2 separate regions of the Acanthopagrus latus genome follow, and region 2 is linked to region 1. Evidence: chromatin contacts called from public Hi-C data. All regions are on one chromosome and are shown on one strand. Each heading gives the region's core, a stretch centred on a gene start, on an enhancer-like site or on the middle of the called end of the contact. The rest is flanking DNA. Distances are from core to core; before and after follow the strand shown.

What was found. Hi-C and Micro-C count contacts between places; a contact is called where the count stands out from the background.
Region 2: a Hi-C map of muscle shows a contact between it and region 1, with 5 times the contacts expected there. The contact joins the promoter of sema4ab here to the promoter of eepd1 in region 1. A contact is called at or near these places in 3 of 4 Hi-C or Micro-C datasets (liver and muscle).

Annotation. Positions count from the first base shown.
Region 1 is chr3:26,096,957-26,099,866 of fAcaLat1.1, forward strand. eepd1 (endonuclease/exonuclease/phosphatase family domain-containing protein 1) reads left to right here and starts at 1,422. Exons shown (of 8, transcript XM_037093750.1): 1 at 1,422-1,633; 2 at 1,817-2,741. The coding sequence starts at 1,894.
Region 2 is chr3:26,267,216-26,269,924 of fAcaLat1.1, forward strand. sema4ab (semaphorin-4A) reads right to left here and starts at 1,399. Exons shown (of 15, transcript XM_037092522.1): 1 at 1,123-1,399.

The DNA of each region.
Region 1 (2,910 bases), core at 172-2,671:
AGGTCCAGCTCTGCACCAGACTCTCTTCTTCAAAGCTTGCCGGCTCAGGGCGGCTGAGCAGCCGCTCTGTCATGTCCCTTCTCTGGCCCATAGACCCACTCAGGAGGACCCTTTATATAACACCCCATCAACTGGACCCTAGTGGATTGATTAGATTACATCAAAAGACATTTGATTTTCTGAATCACCTTTTGAAAATTGCTGGTGTGGCATATTAAATATTATAACCTTCGACCATTGCATGAAACTAATACACTATTTTCACTGAAATCAACATGCACATGTTTGTTGGTCCCACAGTGTGTGTATGAACATATAACTTGTCTTCTTGTGTCTGTGTTTCATATTTTGGTTTGCACAGAATACATTAAAAGCCATTTGATCTGTGACCAGAAAAGAGAGACTGTTATGTTTATGAATTTTTCAACACCTCTACAAAAGAGAGAAAGCACAAAATCAATGGACAATCGTGGGCTTTGTTGATTAAGAATGAAATCAAAGCATGCAGCTTATCTGAAATTATAATACTGAGATAATTCAATCAGGCAGAAGCAGGGCAGACGGAGCCATACTGGTAATTACATCCTTCTATTGATGTGGGCCACAATCAAACACTGAATGAGCTGACCATTTTTTCCCCTTGTTTTAATTCTATAAATCGTCTTTGAAAGCTATAACTGTCAAAAACTGTGTTCCCAATGGGGAAGAACCCTAAATCTGAGTAAATAGTTCCCCAGAAGTGACCTGAATTAGTGTGTGTGTGTGTGTGTGTGTGTGTGTGTGTGTGTGTGTGTGTGTGTGTGTGTGTGTGTGTGTGTGTGTGTGTGTGTGTGTGTACCTTGCCCCAGCTGCTGCTGATGAGGAGGCACTCAAATTTTAGAACAGGAGAAAGTTTCAAAATAAAAGCTGGACTGACACGAACTTTTTTTTTCACTAGGTTATCAGTCTGTCCCACCCACCACAATAGGAACATACAATAGATAGATGTAAGGGAAATATTACATGTTCAAGAAATACGGTTGTAAAATGTCTTTTTTCTTTTCTTTTTTTTTGTTTTAAGTTTTTCTCTGCTTTTTTCAGCCTAAAGAATTATTCCCAACCACATCATCACAACAGTTTTTTAATCAGGGAAGGCAAATTGCACAGGAAATAAATGAATACAAAAATGTTCATAATGTGCGCCTTACATTCCCTTATTCATTAATTTATTAAGTCATTTAGATTCTCGAATGAAGCACACTTGAAAAGATGCATGACAGATTAAATAAAGAATGACATTTTGTATGACTTGTATAGCCTAGACTACAATAACAGAAACATAACCGTTAAAGAATACTAAATGTAAATGTGGACAATCCCAATCGCTTTATTAATTTAGGATGCTTTTATTTTGAAGATTTCCGGTATTTGCATGTCTGAATATTTGTGACTTGAAACGCGTTGTGAGCCATATCGGTGTGAGTGCTAGCGTCTCCCTGTCGGACGAGGGTGTGTAGAGGCCGACCTGTGGACAGCTACACAGCGAGCTGTCACCGGGCAAAGTTTATCGTGGAGCCTACTTGTCCAGCTCTTATCTCCCCTGAGGACACACAGAGAAAGACGGGCAGCAGGAGAGCAAAGAGACGCCGAGCCGGTATGTGACATACATGCAGCATGTAGCCACGATTGAGCCTGACAACCGCAGTGTGGTGCCGATGTTCGATATCCTTTGACATGAAGCAGTCTCTTATAAAAGGAAGGAGGAGGTGTCTGTGTGTACGACTGTGTGAACCTGTGTGACTGTCACTTCTGTGTTCTCCATGTTTGCTTCTTTCAGCCTGTCCTCTCTGTCGTGGCCCGCTGTCTGCTCCTGTCCTCTTTACTCATCCGAGCCCCCGGTGACCCGCTGGAGCCATGGGTGGGAGTCTGGGCTGCCACCGCTCCATCCCCAAGGACCCCACAGACTTCAGCTGCGGAAAGCGCAAATTCAGCGCTGCGTGTAACTTCGGCCACATTCTGGTGAACCAGGAGCGGCTTAACATCAACACAGCCACCGAGGAGGAACTCATGACTCTACCGGGAGTCAACCGCACTGTTGCGCAGAATATCGTTGAGTACCGGGACTGTATCGGGGGGTTTAAGAAGGTAGAGGACCTGGCTCTGGTGAGCGGTGTCGGTGCCACCAAACTGGAGGTGATCAAACTAGAAATATGCGTCTCCAGCAGGACAAGTTCGTCCCAGCACTCTCCGTCCTCCCTGCGAAAAGATCTGGATCACCTGTCCTGTACCGGGATGAACATAAACACGGCGACCCCGGCGCAGCTCATGAGCATCCGAGGTATTACGGAGAAAATAGCCAAGAACATCGTAGCGTACCGGGCGGATCATGGCCCGTTCAAAAGCATCGAAGACCTGGTGAGGGTCCATCACATCAACAGCTCCCTGCTGGACAAAATCCGCTTCCAGGTGTTCGTGGAGCGATCCAGGGCGCCATCTACCAACACCAACGGGGGGCTGACTTGCACCACCAAGTCCCACCCCAGCCCGACTTCATTCAGTCTCATGATCGACGACCTGGACCTCCCGCCTGGGGGACCGACCCAGATCATCTCTGTGCGTCCCATCGTGGAGCCCCCGCCAGCCCTGCGTGACGGGAAGCCCGTGGTGCGCCTGGGCACCTGGAGCCTGCAGGGCTGCTCCTGCGATAAGGCCAACAACCCTGGAGTCAAAGAGGTGGTGTGCATGACCCTGCTGGAGAATGAGTGAGTACAACTTAACTGTTCTCATTCCTGTTGTCTAAAGTGTGTTTTGAAATGAAACATAAGCAGATAGAGATGTCCTGGTGTAGTAGCCCCAGATGTCTGAAGCTAGGCCAAAGTAGACGCATTTTGGTATGAGAACAGTGGTGTGCACAGGGGGTAGGTCGCCCCC
Region 2 (2,709 bases), core at 149-2,648, 170 kb after region 1:
CACCTATTATAAATCGGAATCACTTAGAAGAAGTTAAGAGGCCATGCTACAAAGACCATGTGACTCACACAACTTTCTATACCAACATTGATTGTTCAAGTTACTGCATGTATATTTTTGATCCAGCAGATTTGGTCACACTTTCATTAGACCTATATTAAATGAATTACCGAACCAAACTTCATGAATGTTTTAGTGACAAAGTAGTATGTGTTCCACTCATTCCATCTCAGACACATGAGAGCAGTAGTAATCATTGGAACTGAAGACTGACATTATGTACATGTTCATGTTGACTGTATATGGGATGTGTATAAAGCATTCAGCTATCATGATGCCCCAGTGTAAAGACTTGCCAGTGGCCTTACACAGTATATTTCTTTTCAAGTTTGACTCATGCACTGCACTCTGAGTAAGTCTATGTTTACTGACTGATGCTAATGTATGCTGAAGCCTTCAGTTGTTGTACTAGTGTGGAAAAAACAAATAAGCTATGGAAATGTGAGGTCAAGTATCCAATACCAGTTTACTAGATGGCTGTGCTCCACTAGTTAACGCTCACTGGCTGCTCATGACGCATGCAGGCACCAGTTAAACAGGCCTATGCAAGTAAACCTGCCGCCACATGTCAGCAACACACGCAGGCATACTAACGGGTATCATTTGTTACGGATTACTTTTGCCACTGTAATACACTGGGAGAGATTCAACATAGCTTTAGCTTTGTTCTCTTTGTTTAGCAGTAACTGTTATGCCATTCCTTGCTGTACAGTGTTGTGTTGTGGCACTGTGTGGGTCCTGTGTAGCATTAGCTAAGGTGTCAGTAATGGTAAGACAGAGCGGCACCAGCAGAGAGCCAGTTCACAGCTGTGACCAAGACTCAAACACAAACTAAACGCCCATGAAACGCGTTGAAGTTGAGCTCAGGCTCAAACCTGCTGCTAACAGTACTACAACAGATTATAGTCCAGTATTCAAACAGTGATCCTGTGGCTTCACCTTTATGGTGCTCAGAAGTCATTTTCAGGTTATGCAATAGGACGAAGTCAAACATAGCAGAGGCGTTTTTCAGCCAATCTTAAAGGACTAAATGGTGTAGGAAATGTGAGACAGTTCTCTTACATTATGTGGGTTTTTTCCTTCCCTCCTCTTCTTCTTTTAACGCCAAGAAGGAAATTCCGCCTTCTGCCCATCTGTCTTTGCATCGATGAAAACTGTACAGAAAAAAACGTGACCGGTGATGGAAAACGCTGACCGAGGGTTAGGATCGAGCCATTACTATAACAACAAAGCCCAAGAGGAGCCTCCTCCCATCTGCAGGTCCAACAGGCGTCAGCCTCCACCTACAGGACAGCTACACACATCACAGCCATCTGAAGAGAAGGGCCGTTAAGACTTCCTTAGAACCCAAGCACAACCTACTTAACACCTTCTACTCATACTACTTCACTGCAGTGACTCCAAAAATGAAAGCCCATTAATGTGAGAATGAGCTGAACTCCCACCCCTCCCTGTTTCCCCTATTGGACCTTGACGTTCCAAGTCAATAAAGTCTCATTCTGTGATCAAACCAATGAGACCTAAAATACCTCATTATAAAGACTATACAGACAGTAGTCTCATTAGTGACGTCGTCTCCTTCAACGCCCGACAAACCCCTTTCTTAAACATTGTAGAGCCGCTGCTGTAAATTAGCAGCTCTCAGAGTGTCAGAGTGTCCGCCTGCATACATAGATAGCATTTGAAATAATGCAGCAGTTTGAAGCTTTTATTATATTTATTCTATAGAATTTTTTTTATCTCTCAGAGTTGAGCAGAGCTCAGAACTGCAGGTTTCCATCAGGAGATGACGACTATCAGATGGGATTTAAAATCCTGAAAAAGTAAGTAGAATTCGAGTTAAGGTCATTTTGTCAAACTCCTATTTCTAAGTTCAATAATGAACAGTGATGCTTTGACACATTGGCTTTGAAATGAATACAAATGAGATAAAACTTAGTCTTAGTTTTTCACATAGTCGCTCTAGATCCACTTGTTCTCATGGAATGCAAACGATGGAAAATGAGGACAGGTTTTCAACCACATGATAATGATGTCACCCCTGAAGTGTATTTTAACTTGTCCAAAACATTTTGTTTTTCAAAAATTGCGGGACCTTGTCTCACACAGGCTAAAAAACACTATGAATGTTCTGTGATGAAAACATCAGTTGTTTCCCATCATCCAATGTGCTGGAGTACAGAGCTGCACTTCATTTTAATTTTAATTTTAATTAATCTTAAATTTAGAGTTGCTTTTATTTATGAATATCCCAGCCATCCCCTGCCTGAGACTTTGCAGAAATTAATGTTTGTATGGCTGGTACTGTATGAGGGTTGTGGAGTGTTGGTATTTCTGTTGACCTTTTAAAAAAGTATCCTTGCTTAGAAAGAAAGAAAGGCCACATATCTTATCTCATAAGAATTACATATTTGAGAAATTATGGTGTGTGCTTCACACATCTGGTTTGAGTGCTGAATCACTGATAGTGGTCGGATTGCTGAGTAAAGTTGCAGTAATTTTTCAAGTTTGTGCAGGATGTCACCTCACTATTACACTCTGAATGGTCTTGATGGCAAATTGATTGACTTTTGGGTGAGAGAACATCTTCAAGACCTTCAAGCAAGTCCAGTTTCTTTCATTAAGAACTCTGATATTGATTTACTTTTG